2 separate regions of the Rattus norvegicus genome follow, and region 1 is linked to region 2. Evidence: chromatin contacts called from public Hi-C data. All regions are on one chromosome and are shown on one strand. The core of a region is the stretch at or near the end of the contact, and the rest is flanking DNA. Distances in the headings are between cores, read along the strand shown.

Region 1 (6,359 bases), core at 2,127-4,626, 40 kb before region 2:
GCGGGGGGATGAGACAGAGAGAGAATGTAAGCAAAACGTGTCTGGGTTATATAGCAAAGAGCCTCTGTGTTTTCCAAACACTGGGCTGGAAAGTTCAGGGTTGGGGGCAGGGTATCCTCCTGGTGACTGAGGGATGCTGGGAGAAGCTGGAGGCCAGATCTGCTTTGGTATTAAAATAACCTCTTGCCTCTGGGGTCCAAGATCAAACATCTCAGCCTTTTTTTGATAATCTATGACTACTTTCTGCTGACACTGGAGCATCATTATGGGGGTGGGGCGAAACGCTGGACCATTGGCCAAGTCTGGGAAGAATTTCACTGCTGTCTAGGCTGTGGGATCATCAGTGGGCAGGAGAGTGCAGGCACAGTTGAGGCAGTCTGTGAGGCGGGGTAACTGCTTTGGAACTGTCCTTGATGCAGGTTCTGAGGAAACATCTGGACTTGGCAGGGCGCTGGAGAAGATATATATGTCAGGAGTAGGAAATAGAGTTAAGGAGTTTAGGGAGAAAAACGTCTTTCCTGGGTGTGCATTTGAAACGTTTAGGCCCATAGCTTTGGTAGTTGCAGAAGGGGAGCATCCCAGGACCAGGGAAAGGGGACTCGATGGATCCCACCTTCAGCAATAGGAGTAGGGAAGGAAACGGGCTGATGGCAGCCCTTATCTGGAGTCTGTTTGACCTGGATTCAAGTGGATTCCCAGAAGCTTACAAGAATCTTCTTATAAGTTTACAAAAAGACAAATCCTTTGGTACTTGCATTTACCAACCTCGAACACCTTCCATCTGAAACATTTTTAAAATTTCTCCTATATCCCTTAAGTCACCTTCCTATCAACAGCCAAGGTTTTTATTTTCCCCACATCCTCTAACCTTCATAACTTGCAGTTACCAACCTCAAATTCCTTTCTAGACCTTCAAACGCTTTCTTAGAAGTTCTCATACCCTCAGCCCTTGCATAAATTTTACCTTTTCCTAACTAATCTTTTACCATGAGACACAGGCGGTTGACTACCAGGAGTAGTCATTGTAAAATGGGTTCCTTAAGACAAAGTTACTTCTTTCACTAGTTCAGTCTTCAAGCTCCTCAGAGATCTGAGAAGGATATAGTTTAATGTAAATGGTCTATGTGTTATTTAAAATGACAGACTTACCCATGACCTAGACAGTTACCCAACTAGGTTCCTTTGCAGTTGGTGGCTTAGTTGAGGACATAGGTCCCAGGCAGGATCAGTCTTCAGCTGCCATCCCAGCAAATCTGAGAGGCCTTCCTGTGGAGGAGGAACTTGGAAGACTGACCTTGCTTTGTCTTAAGCAACATGAGGCATGTCAGGTATCCTGTTTGTCCACAGTTCAGACCGGGCCTTAGCAGCAGGCAAGGCAACGGGCAGTCTTTCTCAGTAGTTATCATACCACGATCTAGGTAGAGTCCTTTCTTGTTGTGTCCGTATCTTCTTGGAGCTCTTGGTAAAGTCAGTGCTAGGATTTGAGACTCTCTGTCATCTTAATCATCTTAGGTTTAAGCATTTTAAAAAGCCATATTCAGCCGGTTTCTGAATGAATGTCTGACCTTCCGAATGTGTGCCTAGATTCAGTTCAGAGGTCTTCAGAAGGCCATGCTTTAGAAAAAGATCTTTTGTCCAGAAGGAATAGAATGGCTCCTTTAAAAAGCTTTCTGACTGGGCAACTAAGAGGCAGGTGATAAAGTAGCACATACACACACCTACATATACACACGCACAGACACACCTAAACATACACACACACACACACAGACACAGACACACACACAGACACACATACACAGACACACCTAAACACACACAGACACACATACACACACAGACACACACACAGACAGACACACACAGACATACACACACAGACACACACACAGACACACACACAGACACACACACACACAGACACACACACAGACACACACAGACACACACACAGACACACACAGACATACACACACACAGACACACACACAGACACACACACACACAGACACACACACTCACACACATACACAGACACACACACTCACACACATACACAGACACACACACACATACACACATGAGAGAGAGAGAGAGAGAGAGAGAGAGAGAGAGAGAGAGACCCCATAAAGTAGAAAGATTACTCAGAAACTGAAATCTCTCTTTCTCCTAGAGGGCTGTGTAATTTTGATGGTGGTGATGGTGGTGGTGGTGGTGGTGGTGGTGGTGGTGGTGGTGGTGGTGGTGGTGGTTTGGTTTTGCAGCTGACAGGAGAGAAAGACTGCCAGGCTTTTGTCTTGGGAAGGAGGGTAAAGAAGAAGTCAGAAGTTCGTCACTGTTATTTAGCAGTCGTCCCTTTCCTTGTTTGCCTGCCTGTCAGGGATCTGAACACATTCTAGTCTTTCTGAAGCTAGAGGAAATTTTAAGGGACAGTGGAAGCTCTGGATTAGGCTTTTCCCTCTGTGTTTCTGCAAACATTGAAACTTAAACTTGGGTCATGGGAAGAGGAACCTGAAAGAAACCCCACAACTGATGTCACCAAGTATTCAGATTGTTGGTCAAGGTTATACATGAGTTTTCCGAGCTTCAAGTTGAGCTTCAAACCTGGCTAGATTTCCCTCTAGTAGTTTAGTATAGTCAATGCTGTGACAGTTTGTGTTGCAACCAAAACTAGGTAAGCCTGGCTGTACAGTGTGCCAATACACCATTTCTGCCCTATTTAAGCATTGACTTACTCTTGTGTTGAAGTTAATTCAAGATTAAAAGCATTCACCTTCCAACATAGGTTTCACAGGGGAATTGTGTGATTATGCCCAAAGATCAAAGTCAGACACCTCTGGAACTGCAGGACATTGATTTCAACACCATTTTGCTTATTTTTAACTCCAAGATTTCTAAAGTTACTGACACTTAATGAATCCCATGTTATAGTTTAAGAATGTAGCAGCTTCTCCAAAGCGGTATCATAGCTGTGTATTAAACAATGGCAACAACAAGGCTCTCTTTGTGTGGCTCATGTGATTTCTAAGAAGTGATCTCAGCAGCACTGACTGTATGTATTACTGATTGCCACCTTTATGCCACGTAATAATCAACCACTAAACTTCAGTGACATGGAACTATAGCTATTTATTCTGCTTGAAGTCTCTGGGTCACTTCTCTTTCTTTGGGTCGGGCATAGTCGATCTCTGCTGTGGTCACTGTTGTCTGCAGTGAGCTATAGGCTCATTGGCCAGGACGAAAAATACAAGTTAACAAAACATATGCTGAGTCACGGGCTTGGAACTGAGAACAGTCATTTCCACCACATCCTGTCCATGGAGCCGTGTCACAAGGCCACTGCGGGGTCAAAAGGTGGAAAACAAATTTGTACTTCTTAGATGGACATTTAAGCAAAGGTCATGTTGTAAAAGTTGAAGATTACAGAACAGGTGAACATGGGCCAGTTTGAGTCATCTGCCATACCTGTGTGAAAACGTGAGGGAAGACGGTTTGTTTTACCTTGCCACTTTATCATGGCAATAACTCCATTATTATAGAAGTGCTATAACAATGTTAACATTGTAGCTGTCACAGACTGCACGGGCCTGTCTTTTATTTTCCAGAGTATTCTCAGCTATTGTCTTTGGTGCCATGGCAGTGGGGCAGGTCAGTTCATTCGCTCCTGACTACGCGAAAGCCAAAGTCTCGGCATCCCACATCATCAGGATCATTGAGAAAATCCCTGAGATTGACAGCTACAGCACGGAGGGCTTGAAGCCTGTGAGTTTGATGTGCTCAGTGGATATCTATCCCTAACTTCTCAATTAAAAGATGAAAAGGAAATTTAATAAAATTGGAAATTTAATGCCATAGATATAGATATATAGATATAGATATATAGATGTATGAGATTTACATGAGTTGGTTTGAATACTGACCATTGTAGTCTAGGAGAGTACATTGATACATTGATATTATATTAAGAATTCATGCACACAAAAAAAAGAATTCATGCTGTGCAATTATTATCTCTTTTGATTGAATTCCAGAGATGTGGAATGAGGCTTAAGATGACAGGAGCTCACTTTTGACACCTAGTGCTAGGGTTACCACTAGACACTGTGTTTTCAGTATTGCAATCAGGTTAAATGTTACTGTTCTCATTGTAGAATATGTTGGAAGGAAATGTGAAATTTAATGGAGTCATGTTCAACTATCCTACCCGACCCAACATCCCAGTGCTTCAGGGGCTGAGCCTAGAGGTGAAGAAAGGGCAGACGCTGGCCCTCGTGGGCAGCAGTGGCTGCGGGAAGAGTACAGTGGTCCAGCTGCTTGAGCGCTTCTATGACCCCATGGCCGGAACAGTGGTGAGCATATTTTTGTATTCAGAACATTTCAGGTTTTTAATCATCTAAATTGGCTGGATACATTTGATCCTTGAACATAGGCCATGTTTTTTTCTGATTCCTGAAGTAAAAGCCACTGTTAAATAATGACAACCCAGGCTTTGTGTACAGTCTATGTCAACTGAACTAGCCAATGTACCCAGCTTCTCTCTCAACACGCTGCCCCTCTGTCCTCTGTTGCAGCCAGCCTTGGCCAGCTATCTTCCTTGCCATGGTGAGACTTCAGCAGACGGTACAAGAGCTGTCAAAGCCCAAAGTAGCCAGAAAGATAAAGAGAGTTGGAGGAGATGGGAATGGGAGGAAAAATCAGGAGCAGGATGCATTTCAATGCAACAGTAGTTTGCAAGGGCACAGGCTGTTTAAGTAAGACAAGAACTGAGACGTCATGATATGACATGTAGCAATCTGTGGCTTATTTTCACCACCCTACTCTCAATGATGTGTTGGTGGGCAAGCAGTTCAGCACGGTCGACAGATGATTAAGAAGGATGTAGGGATTTGAGCATGGACTATAAAGATGATGGGGATGGGGGGCAGGAGAAGTTCAGGGAACTGGTGGAGAGGAGCCCCAAGCATTTTCATGGCAGGATAAGCCAATCTACTGACATAAAGGACATGTTCTATTTATGGTGGAATAAGTCAATCTACTGGCATAGAGGACATGCTACATGGTACAACAAAACAAATAGGACTCCCAAAATTTGATAGACACATAAGGAGAGTGGGTAGGGAAATGGGGAATGCCCTTTTGGTTCCTCAATTAAAATGGTGAGGGAGTAATCAGGCTTCTATATTCAGCAAAACTTTGAGAAATTATCTCAGGTGCTGGGCATGAGAGAAAAATCTTGTAGGAGGTAATGAATTTAAATAATTACAATGAGAGACAGGATTGGAAAAGGAACCAAAGAAACAGAATTTAGAGCATGGAATACTTATTATGTATTATTTAGTTACGAGTACTCAGACTATAGAAAAACCACAGAAGCAGTAGCAATGACCCATAGATCCAGGGGGCCTTGGCGGCAGTAGTGACTGAGATGAAAGCGGACTTTTCACCTGCCATTCATCTATGGTTCTTTTCAACTTCTCCTAATAATTATTCTCTGCTGCTTAGAAAACTTTTTCATTCTTTTCAAAAACAGTCATGACCTTTACTTGGTCAATTCTTTAATGGTTGTAGAGCTCTGTTTCTTACCTTACTGCCTTTTAGAAAACTATCCCCTATGAGTTCTGATTTCTAGTTTTATCACTGAAGTTTTAACACAGGATTAAATTATGTTACCACTACATTCAAAATTAGTAAAATGTTGGCTCTCAAATGCTGATTAAATTCCCAAAAAACATAAATATATTATTGATATATTATTAAATGTTTTTGTGAAGAATTATAAGGTCCAGGTATTGGTAGTTTATGACTATAATCTCAATATTTGAGAGGCTGAGGCAAGAGAACTCCCATGAGGTAAAGGCTAGCCTGAACTACATTGTGAGTTCAGGGCCAGCCTGGGCTATAAAGTAAGACCTTATCTCAGAGTTGTAGAAGTAGTGAGAGACAAATCAGAAAAGATTAACAAAAAAAAAGCCTTTTCTTTAATATCATAATAACCACAAGACTTTTAGTAATTTTGCTAAATCTGAATGATGCTGGTCCTGAAGCTGATCCATGAACCCTCGCTTTCAGTTTCTAGATGGCAAAGAAATAAAGCAACTCAATGTCCAGTGGCTCCGCGCCCACCTGGGCATTGTGTCCCAGGAGCCCATCCTGTTTGACTGCAGCATCGCCGAGAACATTGCCTACGGAGACAACAGCCGTGTCGTGTCTCATGAGGAGATCGTGAAGGCAGCCAAGGAGGCCAACATCCACCAGTTCATCGACTCACTGCCTGAGGTATGTACCTTGGGTTCAGTAGTTAGCAGCCCCTTTAACTTATTTTGTGATGATCCACACCCCATTCTGGGGATGAAACCCAG
Region 2 (6,721 bases), core at 617-3,116:
ATTTTGTGTCAGGCTGCGTTCAAAGCTGTCCTCAGCCGTGAGGGCTGTGGGGTGGGCATGTTGGAGTGGCAGCATTCAAAATAGATGAATGGATGTATCAGGGACCAAGCTGATGGGACACTTTGGGGACAGTTGTGAGTTCTCTCCCTGTTGGTACAGTGAGAGGAACACTGGGAGCTGGCATGACAGATGACTGTACTATTGTCATTGCTGTATTAGGTGAGGGAGCTACACTCCGTCATTCCTAAGTCTAAACATTACCTCATAAACCTACCTTGTAACTTTGTTTCTATGCCGCCCAAATCCATATGAGTGGGTGTATGAGAAATTCTTTTCTTTGTTGAAGCAACATATTTCAGTTTTGCACAAATTGAAAGGGACCTCTTTTCAAGCCACTGAGGAGAAAGGGTTGGGGCCTTGCCTCTGTCCCTTCTGTTGGTAACACAGCTCGCCCCCTGCAGATTGTAAGGGGAAACTGCAAGTTGCACACCGGTGAGAAGGGATGCTGGGGTTACAAAGGGAAGCTGAAGAGAGGAGAGGGCAAAGCCTTCAGGGCTGAGAAGATGAGTTAAAAGGTTTGTCGTTGTGCACGAGATAACCTCACTACACAGACTGGGGAAAGGTGGTCTGGGCCCGGAGGATGACAAACTCCTCCGTCCTCACCTGAAGCCCCTGAGGAGCAGGTAAGGTACAGATGTCCTTTCATGATATGTCTTCCATTCAATGCAGCTAGTTAACAGACCAAGTAAAATTTCCATCTTGCTCAGGAAGGAGACCTCAGCTCACCCCGTGGACCATGAGTTAAGTAAAACAACGGTGGCTACTTCTTGGTATCTGTGGATACAGAGGCAGCTTGGTGTAAGAATAGGAGTTTCCACCCAGGTGGTCTGGGCTTCACTGTCACTCTGGGTTAGGGATTTAGCTCAGTGGTAGAGAGCTTGCCTAGCAAGCACAAGGCTCTGGGTTCGGTCCTCAGCTCGGGGGTGGGGTAGGGGAAGGACAAAATGACAAGGAGCTCTGTCTCAGGTTGACACTTTTCGGCCACTGAGTTGCCAGCATGTTAGGTCACAGCCAGGTACAACTAGACAGAAAAAGACCTGTTACACTCAAATATCTGCATCAATCAGAATTCCAGAACACGTAAAAACTTGATATGCCCTGAGGAAAACACGGCCATCGATTCCAGAGTTAAAAGTTGAAAAACGCTATGTACTTTAAAATATCATTTCTACCTTGAAATTGTATAAGACTTCTGTATAGGACTATCATCAAAGCCAGAAAACCGAATGGATATGCTTTAGAAAAACGCCAAACATACTGGAAAAAAAAAAAAAGACTTTCGCAGAAAAAATTTCTACCAGCTTTAGAAACACACACACAAAAAAGCAGTGCTGTCAGAAGGGAACTTTACAGAATAAGCGAGGTTCCTGGCTGCTTTATTAATTATATTAGATTAGATATGTCAGGGAATGTGTCCTTTTAAGTATGACTCACCAGGGATGCAACCGTGCACTATCCAGGTATATACACGTCCATATGGAGAGTTACCTGAACATGTAGAGACATGTCTGTGTTAATGTCTGGGGAATTCCAGCTCCCTTCTCAAAAACTCAGAGAAGCCTGGAAACCATCCCTATTTCGCAACCGCTCCAGCCTCCTTGCCCAATTCCACCCACTAGGCTGATTGGCTGCGGGGCCACAGGGCGGCCGCCGGCATCTATTTAAATCTCCGGCCTGAGGAAGCCCTCTGGCTCCTTCCCGCAGCGGCTCTTGAAGCTGTAAGAGGCTGAGGCCGCTGCTCCCATCTTCTGAGGCTCAGCTCAACACAGAGCTACTTCTTCCAAATTCTACATCTTGGCGGACTTCGCGAAGGAAACCCGGAGGTGTCACGTGAGGTAGGCTTTCCTAGGAAGGGTCGGGTGCTCCGGATGCCTGAGCCTGGTCCAGGTGGCAGGGTCCTCTTGGGGACCAAGTGGCGAAAGCCACAAGTCGCTCCAGGAGCTCCCGCAGCAGCCCCCAGGCTGGTGTCCACAGCGCCAGTCCTGCGCTGTGCATCCTGCTGCCCAGCTCACAGCCGCGGGCCGTGGAGAAGCGCGCGGGGGCGAAGGGTACCCAGCAGGGTGGGATGACTGGATCCAGAGCAGAGCACCAGGTCTATGCGGTGACACATTTCCCCGGGATTCCCCCGGGAGAGTTACTTCCAGACCCGGCCGCTGGAGCATCAGGGCGGGGCCCCTCATCACCACTGGGCTCCTTGGGGCAGTGAGCTCTGCCTAGGCTCTGGTCCCCGCGGCCATGTGTTTGGCTGATGAACTGTGGTTTATCCCCAGGTCGTGATGGAGTTTGAAGAGGGCCTTAACGGAACAGCAGACAAGAACTTCTCAAAGATGGGCAAAAAGAGGTAGCCAGATTGTTTCACTTTCGTACTTTACATAGCTTGTACATTTGGGCGATTAGTTTGTAGCCTCTAGCACTGTACTAAATGATTAGTGGGTGTTATTTCAGTCTTCAGAAATGTAAACCAGCCTCTGCTTGGAGCAGTCCTTAAGATGTGTGTGACAGAAGGAGGCTCCTGTTCAGCCTGTACACCCGCCGTTGCTCACTCACATCCCTTTAGTTTTATGACCCCAGCTTTATGAGCGCTGTCGTTCACTCACTCACGCACCTGAGCCATATGCTGCTTGGGCTCTCGCTGTGGTCCGTTATCTTCTGGTGAACACATATACAAACACAAGTGAAACAGAACAGTACAGGTCGATCATTTAAGGTTGGTTATCTATACTTAAATCAGAAAAACTGAAAATGTAATTGCCAAGAGAAAACAGTTATTTTTCAGTGTATTTTTATCATAGTGGACTGCCTGTGGCCGGTAATTAAACACTTACTTCAGTGGGTTCATTCTTTATAGAAAATTGTAAACTAAGACAATAGGAATTAGTAGATCTATTAATACTATTCAGAAACAGGGTTTCAGGGTAAAGAGGGAAAGTACAAGGTGAAAGAAGAATTTGCATTTCAAAGTGTGAAATCTGATAAGAAACTTTGATACGAAGTCATGACTTTTTTTTTAAGATGTTCAACATCTGTTCACTGCGTTCTCTGTAGTAAAGTGGTTACAATCACGATCCAGAGTGATGATGATGATGGTGGTGGTGGTGGTGGTGATGATGATGATGGTGGTGGTGGTGATGATGATGATGGTGGTGATGGTGGTGATGATGATGATGGTGGTGGTGGTGGTGGTGGTGGTGATGGTGGTGGTGGTGGTGGTGATGATGATGATGATGATGATGATGGTGGTGGTGGTGGTGGTGATAGATGTCTAAGTAATAATTAAACTACACTAGAGTTACCCAGAAGGCAACTGGGAAGATTAATTCAGAACATGGTTGATTTTCTTTCCCCCCCCTTTTTTTTTTCAAAAGAATATCACCATGTAGCCTGGGTTTTCCTCTTAACTTGTAATCTTCCTGCCTTAGCCATTGCAGTGCTGGAATTATAAATATACTTTGTCATGCCCAGCCATAATATCATAATTAGATTGAAAGTAATCCAAAAGAGGTTTAAGAAATAGAAGACTTTATTCTTTCGATGTGCAGTGTTTTACTTGTAAGAGGTGGGTATTCATCACCAAAATTAGGAAATAATCTAGCTCACGCGCATATAGTCTTACGCAAATCCCAGCACCTGAGCAAGGGCCGGAGCACTGTGGGAGAAGCTTTTGAAAGGCAGAGCTGGTAACACACATCTGTAATACTCTGGTGGAGAAGTGTGAAGTTGGAACGGGAGGTTCACTGGAAGCTAATAGGATAGCTAGCCTGGTAAATCCAGCACCGAGTAACAAGAGACCTTGATTCTACTGATAGGAGGCAAGGCAGTTTTCCATGACCTCCATTGCATGTTTGTGCTCTTCCCCCTTCCCTACACACACTCAAATGCGATAGCCAGCGACCATCATATATTTAAATGTGTAAACTATATGAACACTTGTGTTTATTCTTCATAAATGATATCAGACTGTTTTAGTGGCTACTGTGTAGATATATTTGTCCTGGTTATCATTTGTTTTTATAACTTTAAAGTTTTCATAGCGTTCTTGAGGCTTTGTGTAATTCCTTTGTTGTGTTTCTCAGTAAAAAGGAGAAGGAGAAGAAACCTGCTGTTGGCATATTCGGGATGGTGAGTTTGGGATGTATCCATTATTTAAAACACTTACCTCAAAAAGATGTTTCCTGTGGCTTTCTTAAGAAGTATGGAGATGTGGGTGTAGAGTTAATTGATCAGAGTTGGCTTATTTTCAGAGGAATGCCAATCATAATTTGCCCTGTACTGAGCTTCCTTCTTTTTTTTTTTTGGTTCTTTTTTTCGGAGCTGGGGATCGAACCCAGGGCCTTGCGCTTCCTAGGTAAGCGCTCTACCACTGAGCTAAATCCCCAGCCCCTGAGCTTCCTTCTTAGTTTTCAGTGTTTTCCAAATTAGTTATGTTGCCTTTTACCTGTATTTTCTTCCTGACGGTCATTGGTCACTGCCAACTAGTTAGAGGAAGCGTGCTGCATTGAATTTTGTCTTTTTGCTGTTATTTGAGACAAGGTCTTGCTGTGTATGTAGAACAGATTGGCCTCAAACACCTGATCCTTCTCCTTCTTACCTCCTAAGTGCTGGGATTGCCATGCTTGAAAACGTGCTGTCTTTCAAGGCTCTGAACTCCCGGCAGGTTTGACTCAGAGTCCTATATCCCCGCGGTAATAAAGGTCATGGTGAATTATTGACTATTAGGACTCAGACATCAAGTGTGTCTTCTCTGTCTTCAGTTAAACCTGGAAGCACTCACAACCGTGTGGAGAGAGAGGTGTTTCTCCTCAGTGGTTGTAGTTCCAGACGGATTGCCACCGCAGAATGGGAAGTGATTGCTACCTTTTCGGAATATTATTTTTCTACTATTGTCCTTTTAGAAACTTAAAAACTTCTCATGAGATAGCACAGAAGACAAGACGTGCTGAATTCAATATGAAGAATAAGTGTGTGGTGGCTGGAGATACGACTCAGCTGTCAAGTGCAGTTGCCGGCTTTACAGACCATGAAGTTTAGCTCCCGGCATGCACATCAGACGCACTTCACCAACTCTAACTTCATGGAATCCTATGCTGGCCTTTTATGGCACGCACACTCATGTGCTTCCCCCACACTCTGTGTGTGTGTGTGTGTATATATATATATATATATATATATATATATATATACACATATATGTGTGTGTGTATATGTATATATGTATATATGTGTATGTATATATGTGTATATATATGTATATGCATATATATGTATATGATATATGTATACATACATACATACATACATACATACATATAAATGAATGTAAAAAAGGGCTGGGTATAGCTCATGAGATTATTGCCAAAGTTCAGTGCACAGTCTGGTGTTAGGAGCAGTGGCAGTCTGAAATGTGTTTGAATTTGGAGTCTATTTTGAAGTGCCGTTTACGGTGTCACGTGCTCACTGTGCGCCTGCTCTGCTCTCCCCTAGTTTCGCTATGCAGATTGGCTTGACAAGCTGTGCATGGCTCTGGGAACTCTCGCTGCTATCATCCACGGAACCCTGCTTCCCCTCCTGATGCTGGTGTTCGGATACATGACAGATAGTTTTACCCAAGCAGAGACCCGCATTCTGCCGAGCGTTACTAATCAAAGTAAGGATTATTTGCGGCGCCAAATTTATTGGGATTTCACAAGTTAACGTTTGCTTAATGAACCATTGGTGGGACCTTTACAAAATGTTGTGTTTTTGTGCTGTGAAAGGCGGTGGGTAGGAGCTCTAGCTCATGTTGGTAATGAGTTTGATAAGATAATGTTTATGGGCATTAGAACATCCAGGGGAAGTACGGCAGAGATGTGTCAAAAAGGAGGGGGCTCTATGAAGTCAGAAATGTCTTTGAAAGCTTCAGAAGGGAGTACAGGATCTAAGCAGGACTGCAATGGTTCGAGATTCCATAGCCAAGAGTGTGAGTTTAGGATGATATCCATGGCTCTGAGTGTAAGCGAGGAGTTAAGGACGACGTCATTAACACTTTTAGTCCAAGGAACTGGAAAAGCATGCTTACTGTCCGTTGAGAAAAAGGAAGGGAGAGACATCTGGGCAGTTTTGACTGAAAGCAGATCCTGGAGTGGAGAGAAGAGGGCTAAGACAGTTGTTTATACAAAGAAGGAGAGGGGACAGGGTAAGGAACTGAGAGAGTGTGTGTGTCTGTGTAGGGGGGCTGTTTTAGGATGGAAAAAGTAATGTTTTTGTTCTTATGGAAATAAGACAGTGGAAGGTGATATCTGACAGAGAGTGAAGACTTAGATCCTCTATGAAAAACAGCGTGCGATGATCAGGAGGAAATGTTTACTCAGGGTAATAGCCTGACAGCTCAGCGACATTAGCAGGTGGTCACAGGGCGTTCATGTTGGAAGATGGATGGATGAGGGGGTGGGAAGCTATGCGTGTTCTCTGCTGGTGAGCGAGTCCCTCCTGTCTGCCAGGCACATGTTTAAAAGCTGTTCTGCGGATGCCTGAAGCCACAGAGATTACTGAACCCCGCATATATTTACAATGTAGTTCTTACACAGGCACACCGATGATAAAGTTTAATTCATAAATCAGGCACAGCAAGAGATTCATGACAATAATTAATAAAACAACAAATATAGCAATGCACTGTGCTAAA

Evidence for each region. A called contact is a pair of places that touch in the nucleus more often than the background predicts.
Region 1: a Hi-C map of liver shows a contact between it and region 2, with 3 times the contacts expected there. The contact joins the enhancer-like site here to the promoter of Abcb1b in region 2.

The regions. Positions count from the first base shown.
Region 1 is chr4:26,317,443-26,323,801 of GRCr8, reverse strand. Abcb1a (ATP binding cassette subfamily B member 1A) reads left to right here. Exons shown (of 28, transcript NM_133401.2): 24 at 3,606-3,762; 25 at 4,152-4,349; 26 at 6,070-6,276. Among named protein-coding and RNA genes, the nearest start is that of Abcb1b, 41 kb to the right of the region's middle. Within about 2 kb of position 3,376, at least 2 of the 93 cell types and tissues checked have an H3K27ac peak or open chromatin away from gene starts, as enhancers often do. A contact at or near this core is called in liver, where this site is marked.
Region 2 is chr4:26,275,174-26,281,894 of GRCr8, reverse strand. Abcb1b (ATP-binding cassette, sub-family B member 1B) reads left to right here and starts at 1,866. Exons shown (of 28, transcript NM_012623.3): 1 at 1,866-1,895; 2 at 2,331-2,401; 3 at 4,134-4,179; 4 at 5,542-5,704. The coding sequence starts at 2,337.